2 separate regions of the Mus musculus genome follow, and region 1 is linked to region 2. A link is a contact called in public Micro-C data. All regions are on one chromosome and are shown on one strand. The core of a region is the stretch at or near the end of the contact, and the rest is flanking DNA. Distances in the headings are between cores, read along the strand shown.

Evidence for each region. Hi-C and Micro-C count contacts between places; a contact is called where the count stands out from the background.
Region 1: a Micro-C map of embryonic stem cells shows a contact between it and region 2, with 1.6 times the contacts expected there. The contact joins the enhancer-like site here to the promoter of Kank4 in region 2. A contact is called at or near these places in 8 of 39 promoter capture datasets (the HPC-7 cell line, cranial neural crest, embryonic stem cells and 4 more), 1 of 15 datasets of contacts at CTCF or cohesin (embryonic stem cells), 17 of 484 Hi-C or Micro-C datasets (cumulus cells, embryonic fibroblasts, embryonic stem cells and 3 more), 8 of 115 datasets of contacts at active chromatin or transcription factors (craniofacial prominence, double positive thymocytes, embryonic stem cells and 1 more) and 3 of 9 other capture datasets (adipose tissue, liver and pancreatic islet).

Annotation. Positions count from the first base shown.
Region 1 is chr4:98,885,218-98,888,707 of GRCm38.p6, reverse strand. No RefSeq gene overlaps it. Among named protein-coding and RNA genes, the nearest start is that of Usp1, 37 kb to the left of the region's middle. Within about 2 kb of position 1,602, at least 3 of the 459 cell types and tissues checked have an H3K27ac peak or open chromatin away from gene starts, as enhancers often do.
Region 2 is chr4:98,815,810-98,818,958 of GRCm38.p6, reverse strand. It overlaps Kank4 (KN motif and ankyrin repeat domains 4), which reads left to right and starts at 1,422. Exons shown (of 10, transcript NM_172872.3): 1 at 1,422-1,533. It overlaps I0C0044D17Rik (RIKEN cDNA I0C0044D17 gene), which reads left to right. Exons shown (of 3, transcript NR_151512.1): 3 at 1-484.

The DNA of each region.
Region 1 (3,490 bases), core at 353-2,852, 70 kb before region 2:
GTCTGCCTGACTGCCCCCCAAACCCTTACCTTTCTGTTTTTTTCCAAAAGAGACAGGGTTTCTCTATGTAGCCCTGGCTGTCATGGAACTCACTCTGTAGACCAGGCTGGCCTTGAACTCAGAAATCCGCCTGCCTCTACCTCCCAAGTGCTGGGATTAAAGGCATGCGCCACCACTGCCTGGTGAACCTCTCTGTCTTAAACCGCGGGTCCCACCTTTTGTAGTTCACACTTCCTCTTACTGGTAGGGAGAGCTCCCCACACCATGCCATTGCCCTGGGACTGACCCAGTTCTTATTCCCTGTGGTGTTGTCACTTCTATTCACACTGGCATTTACTACAGGAGGGATGTGCCCCGTCCTCCGCTTCCCTGGATGGGCGGGTGTCTTCAGCTTACCCCCCCCCCACCCCCCACTGTCCTCCAACTTCTCTCAGTTCATCTCCCCGACTGTTTACTCTCTTACATCCTTGACTTTTGGGGTCCCTGAATGTTTGCAGCTCCGCTGAAAATTCACTCATTCCGCCCCCCAGCCCCGGATTTAGATAGAGAAAGATAGGAATAAAAAATTTTGCCTGTCTATCCACTCACTGTACAAGGCTGTAGGCTTGTTTAGGAAAAGAACCCTGTGTGATTTGTCCTTGTGTATGCGGCGGCAGCATGCACACTAAAATGATTAGGCTCTTCCCTATTCTGACTCTGGAGCTCAAGTCACCTTCAGGACCTCACAGAGGACCCCCCCTCCAATTTTCCTACATGTAAGACACTTATATTTTATTTTATTATTATATTGTTTGCTCTATACTGAGTTTTTTAAAAATGTTTCCATGATATTTGGTGCCTGGCACAAATAATCAATAAAGTTTGAATCCATTTCTTTTTAAGTATTCTAGATCACAGGCTCTTTAAATATGTAAAACCTTTTACATTAATAATTTAAATAGTTAGACTTGAGTAACTAAAATAATCAGGGCTTCTGAGTTAAGAAAAGAGAATATACAGAAGTATTTGATAAATTAATTGGGTATTTAAAGGCCACCTGGAAATTGAAGAAAAAAATTTTGTTGTTGTTGTTTTGGTTTTGGTTTTTTGAGACAGGGTTTCTCTGTATAGCCCTGGCTGTCCTGGAACTCACTTTGTAGACCAGGCTGGCCTCGAACTCAGAAATCCGCCTGCCTCTGCTTCCCGAGTGCTGGGATTAAGGGCGTGTGCCACAACGCCCGGCTGAAGAAAATTAAGGTAAAAAATAAGTTTAATTCAGGGGAAGGATGTCTTCAACAAAGAATGCGATGAAACAATTCAAGAGGACTGCAGCAGGGCCATGAAATATATTTTGTGCCCATGAACAGTAGGTGGCGCTCATATCATAGCACTGACTGGTCCTCAGCCATGGGAAGAGTGACCTGAAAATATCAAAGGATAAAAATGCCAGAGAGGAAACTGAAGACAGGGGACTGCAGCTAAGCTCCGAGGTAGATATGGCAGAAGACACTAGTTTCAGCAACAACGTAAAATTAAAAGCTAAAGGATAGTCCAAACGCCATTCCAGAGCCCTACCTGGGGAGTGCATTCTCTTCTCCCAGTGAGATGGAGTCTGTTCGCGGCTTAAAGAGAGAGAGGTTGTCGCTCAGTTGGTAGCGTGTTTGCCTAGCATCCACAAAAACCTGGGTTTCAATCCTAAACTCCTTAACTGAGCTGGGGGTGCATGCTCTAATTTCACCAGATAGAAGGAGGGGGATCAGAAGTTGGAGGTCACCCTTGACTACATGGCCAATTCCAGGCCAGTATGGGTTATATACCCAGAAACAGAAGAGAGTAGCAGAGAAAAGCCACATAGGTGACAGAGGGGACAGAGCCTAGGGAAAACCTTCTCTTTCTGACCAAGGCCAAGAAGCCACTTTAAAAAGATACCTGCAGAGCCAGTTGCTTTGAAACCAGAAAAAGCAAAAGGTCTTTTCTTTTTGTCTGCATGATGGTACACTGAAATCTGGTCTGCAGAAAACCTGTAGATAATTGGGGGAAACTGAGCCAGACCCCTCAGCATTCAGTGAGACAAAAATCTGGACTGAGCTGTAGTCTGGAGTGGGCCACACAGGCACCAGTTTTGCACATGTGCCTAAACCCTGCACAGCACGTCTCTTTGAAAAACCTCCCAGGTGGGTGGCGCCATCACACAAGAGAGACCACGAACTGCTGCAAAGCTCTGTCCTTCCTTCCCTTGTATTCCTCAAGATATGGAACGTCAGATTAGTGGACCAGCTTTGGGTTTTTGTTTTTGTTTTTTTCTACTTCATTTTTTCTTCTATCTGATGGGGTTTCCCAAAGAACCTAGGATAGGGAGTTTGGGGTCTCCCTGTCTCAGCCTCACTGACTGCTCTTCCAGAGGTCCTGAGTTCAATTCCAGCAACCACATGGTGGCTCACAACCATCTGTAATGGGATGCCCTGGTGTGTCTGAAGAAGGCTACAATGCACTCATATACATAAAATAAATAATAATTTTTGTTTTAAAAAGTCCCATCTATGGGAGAAAAAAATGCCCATTCAAACATAGGAGACATTTAGCACACCAATTCAACAAGATCAGGAAAAAAAACTTCACTATGTCATATTATAATTGAAACTGTAAGACTCTGGGGAGCCTGAGCTCCCTGGGGACCCCCTGAGTAAACCACGTGGAGCCAGGATTGATGCAAAAAGCAAGAGGAATTTATTGTCCCAGTGCACTGGGGTCTTCCCAGACCCAAAGGAGAGGCAGTGACCCCCAGCACCCATTTGGCAAGTTTTTATATGGTTTCCAGGGGCAGAATAGCGCATCAGCAACTAGGCACAATGTGATTGGTGAAACAGTGCACTCTTTAACCTGGGAGGGGCAAGTGTTTCAGGACCTTCCCAAAGTTCCTAAGCTGACCTTTTTTTTCTCTTCTCCTCTCCTCTCCTCTCCTCTTCTCCCTCTCCCTCTCCCTCTCCCTCTCCCTCTCCCTCTCCCTCTCCCTCTCCCTCTCCCTCTCCCTCTCCCTCTCCCTCTCCCTCTCCCTCTCCCTCTCCCTCTCCCTCTCCCTCTCCCTCTCCCTCTCCCTCTCCCTCTCCCTCTCCCTCTCCCTCTCCCTCCTCTCTTCTCTCTCCTCTTCTCTTTTCTTTTTTTCTTTTTTTGTTTTGTTTTTCGAGACAGGGTTTCCTTGTGTTCCCCTAGCTGTCCTGGAACTCACGCTGTAGACCAGGCTGGCCTCGAACTCAGAAATCCGCCTGCCTCTGCCTCCCAAGTGCTGGGATTAAAGGCGTGCGCCATCACTGCCCAGCTAGCTGACCTTTTCAAAACACTAAATATATAGAAAAAGCAAGTATACCAAAAAGTAAGAGAGACACAGAGTCACATAGGAGGACAAACCTGTGAGAATAACAAACTTCTCAGTGGAAATTCAATGAGACAATGTATTTTAAACTCAAAACCACCTCCAACCAAGAGGACAGTATCCAGTTTCTCATAATTGAAG
Region 2 (3,149 bases), core at 173-2,672:
TGTCTGAATATTTTACCTGCATTGTATGTTTATGTATGTGCTCCAGGAACATACATGCCTAATGCACCAGGAGGCCAGAAGAGTACGAGTATGGTACGCTGAAACTAAAGTGACCAGTTGTGAGCCATCATTCCAACGCTGGGAATCAAACCTGGGTCCTCTGCAAGAGCGGCATTTTAAAAATGAGGTGTCGGAAAAAATAGAGACCTCACTTAAATGTCTGGGTTTCTGGCTTCTCTGGGAAAATGAGCCGCTCCTGTCATATTCCTTCCTTTCACCGGATGAGGATAACCCAGCAGGCCTTAGTAGGCAGAGTCTGAGGCTGCTCTCCCTTGGGCCACAGACCCTCCCCCAACTCCTATTTGGGCTCCAGCACTGAGGCCATCATTCCCATTTGTTACTGCTATCATGAAAGCTTCGTGGAAATGAAGTCATCCTAATAACTATGTTTCTGTCGAAACGGAAATTAAATGTCTCTTGATTCAAATTATCTGTCCCATCTGGGTCACGATGTCAAAAATAAAACTCCTTGGGCTGCTTTCTGGGCATGGATTCTAGGAAGGTGGGCCAGGGGAGGTCACAGCTGGACTCTGGATACCTGCCAGCTGCCATCTCCTTCCCTCCCCCTTCTGTTGGTCCTCTCTGTGAGGGGTTAGGAGAAACCACTCCACTTCTCTTTCCAGGTGTTGGCCCAAGTGGTCCTTAGCTATCTGTCCATTCAAGCTTAGTAACTTTTAATTGGTACAAAGCTGCTGTGGAGATGGGTGTATGAAGAGAAGACGGATTTTTATGTGGAGCTGAAACATGGATTTGGAAGGAAATTGGAAGGGAAATGGCTTAGGAGACATCTAAGTCCTGTTGTGAACGACTCTCACACCCCCACACTGGGGCTAGGACCCCACTGCTCACAGGATCTCAGTTGTCAGGCCTTGGTTCGTGTTCTGATTTGGGCAGTTATTACCCTTACCCTGTCTGATACTGTTTCTCCACCATGGTGGGGACGGAAACGTCTAGACTCCAGAGTCTAGACAAACTTAGAAAAACGCACGGGGGAGCCCTGGGGAAATCTGGAAAGCGCCTTACACAGGCTGAGACTTTTCTGGTTTCTTTTCCAAAAGTTTTTCTTCTTAACTCTGTCCAAGGCTAAGACCCTCCCCTCGGTGTCGCAATTCTGCCCCTTCCTATACACCAAAGCCCGCGCCGCGTCAGGAAGGCGGGGACTCGGGTGGCGGCGGCGAGGATCCGGCTCCTGCGCTCCCAGTCCCGCAGCTGGCGCGGTAGGTGTGCCCACAGCTAGTGCGTCCCGGCTCCAGGCCCAGCCCGGCGACCTGAGGGCGCCCGGAGGGTGTGCGCGCCCGGGACAGCAGGGTGCGGCGGCGCGCGGTGCGTGCCGGACGCGGACGGTGCAGAGGAAGGAGGATCGTGCCACTGAAGACCGTGCAGCTGCAGCTGCGTGCACCCCGAAGCCGGGTGGGAGCTCGCGTTGCTCCTGCACAGCGGTCGCTTCCTGCCAGAACCCCGCGGTTCCCCAAGGTAAGTGGTCTGGCGTCCTCTCGCCCCGGACACACGCCCCGCGCGACCCAGGCTGCGCCCGCTGCGCTCCGCGACCCCTGCTAGCGCCGCGTCCCTGCAGAGGCTGCGGCAGCCTGAGCCGGGAGTCCGGAGGGTCGGGGAAGGAGGGTACCCGCTCTTGCTTTCCAGCTCTGGGTACTAGGGAGACCGTAGAAGGGGGATCTCGTCGTCCTTGAGACTCAGGTGGTGCAGACCCTCGCAGCTGTCCTCAGACGGACGCTGCGGTCCTGGATGCAGCTTACGGGACTGGGGGCGCCTCCCGGCTGGCTTACAGGACTACCTTAAATATCGCCGAGTCTCTTTCATTTTGCAAAACATCGCGCCTGTTCCCCAGCCCGCACCTCCCTCCTCCTAGGTGAAGTTTCTAGAGCTATGATGGGATGCGACCTTGGGCAGAGGGAGGAGGGCTGCCCTGCATCTGTGTGCTAGGCGCTGGCTGAGGATACTTTGCCAAGCCCATGTGCCTCTTGGTTAGCTCTCCTCCCCTCCCCATCTTCTTTAAGGTCAAATCTTTGACCCCAGAACTTTGTCGCTGCAGACTGACCAGTTACAGACAGGAGCTGAAAAGTCCATGCATTCTACGCTTGGCTGGAACCTACTCTCATCGTGCTACCCTGGGCTGCAGAAAACCAGACTACTACTTCCCAAGCATCCTGGGATACAGACTTGTAAGACCAGGGTGGGCATTTTCCAGGAGAAAGAGGCTATTCCATTTCAAGGATGTCCTCTGAGGCTTGTGCAAAGTCTTATGCAAACAGGACCAGGGGAGAATCACCTGCAGCCAGTGATGGGGTTACAGCCAAGAGAGAAGGCATCTCTAGTTTAAAGTGCAATCCCGGAGGACCTACCTGAGTAAACCAAATTGGGCTCCTTAGCTTCTCAAGACAGGGCACAGAAAAGCATGTTGCTTCCCAAGGAAGCAGAAGTGGGGTCCACTTTGGCATTGCCCTTAAAGTCCAGCCTCCTACCTCAAGGAGGCGTGATGTGTCTCAGGGACAGTGTGTTGTAGGAATGATGTAAAAGCCAGAGAAAAAGCACACACAAAAAAAGTTCAGAACCAGATATCAGGCAAGGTTTTCAGATACAAAGGTAAACAGAACCGTGCACTGGCTTCAGGAAGCTTGCTGTCCAATGACCAAGACGGAGTGAATCACATCACTCTGGTGTAGAATTCTGCTGCGTTCTCTGATTCTAAACTTGGGTTCCCTGAGAACTGGGGATGGGCTGAGCGTCAGAATGAAGGCTGAAAGCTAACTGGTTAGATGGTGGATTGACTTTCAGATGGAAGCAGCCTATGAGAGGACCCTGCCCAGCAGCAAGTCCTGTGCAGGAACTGAAAGCCTTTGTTTGCAGAGGAGAACCAAAAGCCCTATAGGCATGGCCCTTAGCTCTGCATTCCACTGACTGGGCTAATCAGTGTGTGTCTTCCTTTCTCAGTCATGATGTTGGCCTATTAGAGGCCCCTGTCTAGGCCAAATGCACAGAGAAAAACAACATGATGGGAGCTTTCTACCTACACCTTTGTTAAGGGTTCAGAGCAATGGTTCTTTCCCCATGCTGTTTCCTGCTGTCACATC